3 separate regions of the Mus musculus genome follow, and regions 2 and 3 are each linked to region 1. A link is a contact called in public promoter capture Hi-C data. All regions are on one chromosome and are shown on one strand. Each heading gives the region's core, a stretch centred on a gene start, on an enhancer-like site or on the middle of the called end of the contact. The rest is flanking DNA. Distances are from core to core; before and after follow the strand shown. Region 1 holds the start of Ssrp1 (structure specific recognition protein 1). Region 2 holds the start of Nup160 (nucleoporin 160). Region 3 holds the start of Ndufs3 (NADH:ubiquinone oxidoreductase core subunit S3).

What was found. Promoter capture Hi-C pulls out the DNA fragments that hold promoters and counts their contacts.
Region 2: a contact with region 1 is called in a promoter capture Hi-C map of pre-B cells. The contact joins the promoter of Nup160 here to the promoter of Ssrp1 in region 1. A contact is called at or near these places in 4 of 39 promoter capture datasets (cranial neural crest, frontonasal cranial neural crest, pre-B cells and 1 more) and 1 of 484 Hi-C or Micro-C datasets (CD8 T cells).
Region 3: a contact with region 1 is called in a promoter capture Hi-C map of pre-B cells. The contact joins the promoter of Ndufs3 here to the promoter of Ssrp1 in region 1. A contact is called at or near these places in 4 of 39 promoter capture datasets (cranial neural crest, maxillary cranial neural crest, pre-B cells and 1 more).

The regions. Positions count from the first base shown.
Region 1 is chr2:85,035,729-85,038,842 of GRCm38.p6, forward strand. Ssrp1 (structure specific recognition protein 1) reads left to right here and starts at 1,392. Exons shown (of 17, transcript NM_182990.4): 1 at 1,392-1,600; 2 at 2,066-2,241; 3 at 2,625-2,810. The coding sequence starts at 2,188. It overlaps P2rx3 (purinergic receptor P2X, ligand-gated ion channel, 3), which reads right to left and starts at 106. Exons shown (of 12, transcript NM_145526.2): 1 at 1-106.
Region 2 is chr2:90,675,619-90,678,497 of GRCm38.p6, forward strand. Nup160 (nucleoporin 160) reads left to right here and starts at 1,597. Exons shown (of 37, transcript NM_021512.2): 1 at 1,597-1,852.
Region 3 is chr2:90,903,175-90,906,028 of GRCm38.p6, forward strand. Ndufs3 (NADH:ubiquinone oxidoreductase core subunit S3) reads right to left here and starts at 1,547. Exons shown (of 7, transcript NM_026688.3): 1 at 1,410-1,547; 2 at 1,249-1,314. The coding sequence starts at 1,473. Kbtbd4 (kelch repeat and BTB (POZ) domain containing 4) reads left to right here and starts at 1,566. Exons shown (of 4, transcript NM_025991.4): 1 at 1,566-1,735; 2 at 2,492-2,854. The coding sequence starts at 2,521.

The sequences.
Region 1 (3,114 bases), core at 142-2,641:
TTGTAACTGCCCACTCTTGAGTTAGCTCATCTGCCTGAGCCAAGAACTCCACTCTTGAGTGTCTGTCGATTTCTATCTAATAGCACAAATAGGGAGAAAGGGTTCTTGACAGTTCTGTGTCTCCTGGGAGGAAGACACGCATTTCTTACCATCTCCTCCTCTCTGCCCTCCAGCATCTCATTATGTTGTCTAACTTGTTATGTTGCCATGTTTCAAATTCACAATCCTCCTGCCCCAGTCTTTGAGTGTTGTGATTACAGATTTGTAATACTACAAAGCGGAAAGTCGCTTATTTCTAACTCTAGTTGGTTGCAACTCTTCAAGTTGCACAGAAATTACTGAACTCCCTCTCTTTTTAAACCCCGAAGTTATTAAAATCTTTTGTTAGGGTATGTGCTCCTAAGAGGCTGGGCTATTTTAACGATCTTCAACAGTTTTGTCAGATCCTAGAAACGTGCTGCATTAATAGGTTTTCATTATGTCTTAAGCCCAGTTTGACTTAGCTAAATAGTGCTAGCAATGATAGTGGTTAAAGCCACAAGCACCGAATGACAAAACACATTTTTATCTATATCATATCCCAGGACTGAGTTAGCAAGTCAGTGCAGTGATATTTCAGGGAAACTGTGGGCTTATCCTGTCTTTGTGTAGGACATATGCTAGCAATCACTCTAAACCCTGAACCCTCATGATTATAAAAGGCTGATGTTAAAGAGTCTGTGTTCTAGGTTCCAGTTTTGATGGTAATGGACTGACACCCAGTCGCAAATCTTTTGTGGTCTCATTTTTCTCATCTGTAAAATGAGATAAACTCAAGCATCTCTGTCAGACCTGGCTTCAGATTTTGCAAGATGCACTCCGGTGCTATGTGAGGCCATCCGGGCTTCTGCCAACGTAGGCTGATGTGATTTCAAGTAAGTTCTAGCTCAAAGGTAAATCCGACACCACCACTTGAATTTAATGCAGCCATCTGCTAGGCTCTTCCTGAGAACCCACAAATTAGGGATATGGACAGGATAGTGTTGGGGGTAGGTGAACTCACTGCAGAAAGGATCTGATCTACTTGCCAGGGTACAGCTGGAAAGCAAGCACAATCGCCGACACCCGCATCTCCTTTGCAGCTAGTGGGGCTACACCTCTGTATTTTTCTTGTTCAACAGACTCCTTCCCAGATTATTTCACAGGAGGGAGGGGCGTGCATGATTCCAACAAACATACAAACCTGAACACCTAATAAAACCGCATAATTTCCCTTCGGAATCTAGTCTTTGAAGAGCAGCTTGTAACTTTCTAAAGAGTGTTCCCGTTTTCTAGTCAAGAATTCAGCCGCGTGGGATTCCATAGCAAGCCTCTCGCTTTAGCCGACCAGGGGGAGTGCCGACGCTCTAGGCGAATGTACCCGTTGGTCGGCCCGGATGATGCCGTTCTAGCCAAGTCTTCCTCTCTATGGTCCGTGCGCGACTTCCGGTGGCGGGACGCGGGGCTGCGCACGCGGGAAAAGCTTCCCCGGCATCCCTTCCCCCGCATCCCTACCCCCTCCCCTGCGTCCCCCTGCGCCCACCGCCCTCACTGTGCCGTCGCGAGGCTGCAGCTCTTAGAGGTGGGTGGTCGCGATCCCTGGGCCCCTGGTGTGCATGGGCCCCGCTCCCCCGCGGGACGATCGGAATGGATCGATCCGCGTTCAAATTCGCGGGCAATGGGCGAATCCATTTTAAAAGAAGGGGGAGAAACGTAGATTCACGCGGGGCCCCGGGGTGGTGGGGTCTCTGCGATCAGGACACTACCCTCTGAGCGGAGTTGAGGTGCGCTCTCTGAGCGGGTCTCAGGTTCCGCCGATTGTTGCCGTGCCTGTCCGTGGAACGTACCGAGAGGGTGTCGGGTTGGGGTGTAAGCGCCACTATAGGCCTGGTTCTGCACCTAGGGTCCTGGGCCTTGGCCTCAGGAGCCCTGCAGAACGGGTCAGTAAGATCCCCAGGCAGCAAAGAACTTGAGACATACCAGGTACATGGCTGAGCGGAGTAAGGTGGCGTTGTTTCTTGCTTATCAGTCTCCTTCCCGAATTCAGATTCCCACCCTGCTGGACATCTACACAACTAACCAGGAATTGGGGCACAGCATCCAGAGAAGGGTTCGTTTTCTCTGGTGCAGCCTAGGGCTGTGTGCTCAGGCCACCACGGGCAGGTGAACATGGCAGAGACATTGGAGTTCAACGACATCTTCCAGGAGGTGAAAGGGTCCATGGTGAGAATGGCTTGGGCAAAAGAAAGGCAGAGAGGGGGAAAGAGTTCGAATCTATGAACGAAAAGCTTAACTCTGACTACTTTTTTGGAAACAGTGTATCAGTGTGTCCCCCAAGCGAAAACGTGAGCAAAGTCTCAAAGAGTTGCAAGATGTTGAGTTTGTTGAGTTGTATTAGAAAACCAGGAAACTGGGGCCCTTACAGGGTTTCTGATGCCAGAGCCAAGCTTGCAGTCTAGACTTAATGTCTGTTGTGTCTTTTAACTTGATTTCACCACGACCGCTTTTCAATTGATACTCTGGCCATCCTGCATCCCATGGGTAAGGGGTAGAAAGGATCCACTACACACTACCCTGTTCTGATTTTGGGTCTGTATTTTGGGCAGAATGATGGGAGGCTTCGATTGAGCCGTCAGGGTATCATCTTTAAGAACAGCAAGACGGGCAAAGTGGACAACATCCAGGCTGGGGAGTTGACAGAAGGCATCTGGCGTCGGGTAGCATTAGGCCATGGGCTTAAACTGCTCACAAAGAATGGGCATGTCTACAAGTACGATGGCTTCCGCGAATCGGTGAGCGATCTTGTTCTGTGACCCACTTTCTTTGTAACTGCCTTGTCTTTTTTTATTTTTAATCTTCTAGAGACAGTTGGCGTTTCTCTGATAATCATGTTACTGCTCATTTGGGTTCCTCGAAGCAAGGCTGTTGGAGACTATTGAACAAAACAAACAAACAAAAAAAACAGTGTTGTGTATTCAGTACACGTGTCGTGTACCTGGACTCCAGGAGGTTTTCTACCATCTTAACTTATACCATGGTTTCCACTTGCTCCCTCTGTCCTGGCTCAGCATCTTAGCTTGGTGCTCTAGGATTTTG
Region 2 (2,879 bases), core at 347-2,846, 5.6 Mb after region 1:
TGTCCTGTGATATTTCAGCCATATCTTTACTGTAACTATCTTGTATAATAATTACCATACCTTACCATTATCTCTACTTCCCCTTTGCAACCCCCACTAAACTGAGAGAAACTCAAAAGCAGAAAACTTGAAATTTTTGTAGTGTTTAAAGATATTTTAGTTGGGTGGTGGAGAAACACCTTTAATCCAGCACTCGGGAGGCAGCAGGCAGGTGGATTTCTGAGTTCGAGGCCAGCCTGGTCTACTGAGGGAGTTACAGAACAGCCAGGGCTACACAGAGAAACCCTGTCTCGAAACACAAGAAAGACAAGGTATCTGGCTGCTTAGCCTATTTTGGGGGATCATTATAACCCAGTGCCCAACATGCAATCAAGACTGAAAAAATAAGTGTGGGACAAACCAATATGCTTCCAGGAACTGGAAAGCTACTTACTATGATTAATAGAACAGCATGAAGATAAAAACCAATATTTAAAAATCTAGAGAAATAGAAAAAAATAATAAGCCCTTTGCACTGTGGCTAGATCTCAAGTCATTGCTATTATCACTTTTGAAAGTCACTGGCCAAATGACAGGAAACCACATTCCTGGAACCCCCGAAATAAAGTAATTACATTGAAAGTGCTCACTGAAAAATAACACTAATTTCCACTGAAAGAAATTATTCCACTGAATAATTCAATAATTTCCATCGAATTACCACCCAAAAAAAGTCACTAAGTTCGGGCAATGTAAAGTGTTACTGTTAACTTACTGCAATTCACCTTGAATTTACTGTAACATGAACCAAAGGTCAAAGACAGCTTGAAGCTTGGAAAACATCACATCTCAAGTTCTATTCAGCCATAAACAAGAAGAAAATCATATCGTTTGAATGAAAATGGTTACGTTGGGGATCATCATTATTATTAATAAAGGAAGGCACAAAAATGCAAAATCTAGATTTAAATATATGTATACATGACATAAAAGGGGAGGGGAGGACTATTATTTGGGAAGAGGAAGGGGAACAGTAAGAGGGAAAGGGAGGACAAGATTTGCTAACAGGTGAATGTGAACAAAGTAGGCTAAAGTACATGTATGAAAATGTCATATGATGTCCATCATTTGTAAAATGAATAATAACATTAATAAAAAAGCAAACACACACTCTAATAAAATCTTCTGCCTACGTCTGTGAGACAGGGTTTGATGTAACCTAGGCAGGCCTCACACTTACTATGTTGCTGAGACTAGCCTAGAATGCCTCCACCCTCCAAGCACCCAGGATGACAGGTGTGGGCCACTATTCCCAGCTTCATCATGGACCCCCCATCACCCTCCTTTGCCCTTCTTCCCAACTAGTTCCTCTTCCACTTTCATGTCTTTTCTATCTGTGACCCACTGGGTTTAATTAGAGTTGCTTGAATGAGCATGGGAGGGAGTCTTATTTATAGGAGCACCGGCAACTAACCAGCAAATACACCACTGGAGAAAATTACTCCTCCCTCACAGCAGCCACTGACTTTACCTACGGCTCCTCGGGGAGCGATGGGGCCTCAAAGTCCAACCCCCACCACGGAATGTTGACAGGCCCTGTCTTTTGTGTAGGTAACCACAGTTATGATCTCACGAGAGCAGCCACCATGCTGTGTCCAGGAGGCAGTGTCGTTACAGCACACCTTCCCGTTCATCTTGCATTCTTTCTGCCTTGATAGAGATTTTGAATATGTGGGGGAAATGACACTAACAACAAGTTCCCCAAAACATATCTCATTCACCTAGACCAGGCTGGCCTTAAATTCAGAGATCTACCTGCATTTGCCTCCTGTGTGCTGGGGTTCAAGATGTGTGCCACCAAGCCGCACAACAGGTAATCTTTTAAAAAAATATTTTTTAAATTGTGTGTGTGTGTGTGTGTGTGTGTGTGTGTGTGTGTGAGCTTCCCTCTCAAAAAAAAAGTCTCTGAAGCAGAGATTTACACACAGGAAGGAGCACACAGTGTGCTCACAGAACAGCATTGCTAGGGGAGTGAAGAAAGCAGGATTAGGCAGAGAAAACTGAACTGAAATTGACCAGGATGGACCTAGATGGAAGCAAGGGACCAGGACCTTAGGCTTCATCTTGATCCACTGAGATGCATCCACTGAGTGCAGACATAACTCCCTTTTTGCCAAGTACAGAAGGACAGGGGTTAGCAGGGCTCTAGGGGAGACTTTATCTTAGTGAGATTTAGAGGAGTAATTTAGTAAAAATGGAAAAATTAAAGATGCTAAAATGAGGAATAGACCGAAGGTCAAGGTAGGGAGGGTGTCTCTCTATAAGTTCAGACACAGTTCAATGTACAGAAACAGAAGCATAAGGCTATAATTGCTGGTAGGAAAATATGGTTGCAGGGCAAGTTGTCTTCTTTTGTGAGGAATGGGGACGTCAAGACAGTTTCTGTTGCCCTGGTTGTCCTGGAACTCACTCTGTAATGCAGGCTGGCCTTTAACTCACAGAAACCCACCTACCTCTGCCTCCTGAGTGCTGGGATTAAAAGCTGCTTTTTGTTTGATTTGAGCCAGGGTTTTAGGCAGCCTCAGGCTGGCCTTGATCTTGACATAAATTGGAGGATAATCTTGAACTCCTGATCTACTTGCTTCCAAAAGCTGCTGTCAGTGTGCCACTATGCCCACTCGGCCGACTTCAGAGTAAGCTAAGAATGAGTGGGGGTGAGGGCTGGAGACATGGCTCAGCGGTTAAGAGCACCGACTGCTCTTCCCAAGGTCCTGAGTTCAAATCCCAGCAACCACATGGTGGCTCACAACCATCCGTAATGAAATCTAGCGCCCTCTTCTGGTGCATCTGAAGAGAGGTGTGGGCAGTGACAATCACGAAATAGTCATTAAGGCAATAAA
Region 3 (2,854 bases), core at 297-2,796, 5.9 Mb after region 1:
TGAACTGACATGTCCATGTTGGGAATTGTATCTGGGATGAATAGCCAGTGCTCTTAAACACTGGGCCACCTCTCCAAGCCCTCCCTGAAGGATCTTAAGAGGCATAGGTGTAAAGTACCTTCCAGGAATTAGGAAGTGTTTAAAACTCAGGGAGAAGGGAGTGGAGAGATGGCTCAGTGGTTAAGAGCACTAACTGCTCTTCCAGAGGTCCTGAGTTCGATTCCTAGCAACCACATGGGACCCGATTCTCTACTCTGCTGTGTCTGAAGACAGCTGCAGTATATTCACATACATAAAAAAATAAAAATATCTTTAAAAAAAAAGAAAAAGAAAAAACTCAGAGTGCAACACCATTTCTCTTTCTCGGTCCATACACTCTTGTTACTGTGTTGGGCAATCTTTGCTTCTTTTCTCCACTGTTCCACAGCTGTTCCTCACTTCCTGTACTCATGGTAACAATGCAACAGTGGCAGCTCCTCTCTCAGACTCAGAGCTCTTTAAGGATGGAAACCAGACTTCTGTTTCTCTTTCCCTTCTTGGTACTTGTTTATACCAAGTTCTTAATCAGAGAACTTCAGGGCTGAAGGACCCTGAAAGATTACCTCATTGCCCATACTCTATCCCCTGTCACTTTGTGTAATAGATGTCCTGGAATGAAAAGAAGCTTTCTATTTCCCAGTGTGATTCTGTTGACTGAACATAAAATCACCACAGGGTCATTCAAGTACTTGAGCACCCACACATCACAGAATCAAGGATTAAGTATTTTCTGCACTTGGAAACAGACCTGCTTTGTCGTTCACTGGAACTGTGACTGAATAATTTAATTATCTGGACCGCTTCATGATCTACATCTATATGGACAGTAAAACGTTATGCGTCTCATCAGGCTCTTATGAAGTCCAAGGTGCCTAGTAAATACTAAATTGATGTGAGCTACAATTATTTTGGACTTTGAGTCTCAAAAGTTTTTGTTACCTGCGCTCAAAGACAATTTCATCGGAGGACAAAAAAAAAAATCAAATCCTGATAACGAGCAAAAGGCGATCAAGATCAGAAGGGAACAAATATCTAGGGCACAGGAAGTGCTCGATTCTAACAGCAAAGTGGAGACCATAGCAATCTCCAAGGACAAGCAGAGATTTGCCAGGAGGGAAGGACATTCCAAGGCAAGGACAAACATCTGACAGAAACAACGAAAGGCCCCAGCTAACGTTGGGGGAAAAAGCGCCATCCGCACATACTCACGGCGCTTGTCAGCCGCCGCGCTCTCCCTTCTTACGTGCTGCCACAGCACGGAGGGTCGCCCAGCCCCTGCACAGGGAGAGAAAAGGCACAAAGGCGCGGGTGAGACTCGGGGAGGTCTCCGTGCTGCCCGTGGTCTCAACCTGCTGCTGTTCCTTGCTCACCCCTGCCTACGGAAGCGGCCCCCAAGAGCCCACGACACCAGACCCTGGCTGCAGCCGCCGCCATGTTCCTTAGTGTGCCGACTAAGTAGCCGGAGAACACACGCAGGCCACGGAGCCCCAAGGGCACGGACCGGAAGTGGAAATGTGCAGTGACTCTTCTTCCGGGCGGACGCGGGGCGGGAAGCAGAGGTTCCGGATCTGAGCCCTGGCATGAAAGGAGGTATCGCAGGTAAGAAAGACCCGCAGGTGGGGAAACCGTGAGGTGTACGTAGCCCTATCTCGGTACAGCGGAGGCCGAAGAGAAGAAGACGCAACGAACCGCACCGGTGAGAGAAAGGGAAAGGGTGGGCGTTCTGGGTTCTAAGTTCTACACCGCGCCGGCTCTTGAGCTAAGCTTTTTTAATGGGGGGCGGGGTGGGGGGGGGAGACGATGGACGGTTTCCTTGGAGACCGTTTCCTAGGCGACTCCAGGTGGCACGGTCAGATTGCACAGGGTTATGGACTTCCTTGTGCCCCCGGCCGGGGACGGCTGGGCTCTCAAGGGCTTCTTTAAGAACTCACTGGAGCGAGAGGTAAGTAAGAAACAGCAGCTTAGAAAAGAGTAAAAGTGGAAGTCCAGGCCCAAGCCTCAGTATTGGGGGGTCTGCACTCTTATGTCCAGGCAAAGAGGGAATGTAACAACAATACCTGGATGTCTTAGTTTGGCCTAATTATGCTTCTCCAGAGTCTCATTAGTTGTATATCCAAATTATTTGGTTTTAAGATCATAGGCTTCCTCCTTCGTCTTTTTCATGAGCTAACCTAAGTCCCAAGTCTTTTGTTACATCACGATCAGGAATATCCAATTTTACCTCAAGGAAAAACAACAGAGTTGGAACTTTTAATTGAATTCATTGGAGGAGAGGCCCCACTGCAGGAAAACTGGAGGAATGGCATAGGCCACATTGGCAAGACCAGGAATAAGGCCATTCTGGACCCACTTTGCTCCAGTGTCTCCCTTCTCCCTGTCTTGACTTGGACAGTTGGATTCATGGACTGTGTCTGTGAATTACCCAAATACTTAGGGTGATATTGCTTTGCAGATAGTTGGCAAAGAGAGAAGTTGGCTACCATGGAGTCACCAGAGGAGCCTGGAGCATCCATGGATGAAAACTACTTTGTGAACTATACTTTCAAAGACCGGTCTCACTCAGGCCGAGTGGCTCAGGGCATCATGAAACTGTGTTTAGAGGAGGAGCTCTTTGCTGATGTCACCATTTCAGTGGAAGGCCGAGAGTTTCAGCTGCACCGGCTGGTCCTGTCAGCTCAGAGCTGCTTCTTCCGATCCATGTTCACATCCAACCTGAAGGAGGCTCACAACCGGGTGATTGTGCTGCAGGATGTCAGCGAGTCTGTTTTCCAGCTCCTAGTTGACTATATATACCATGGGACTGTGAAACTTCGAG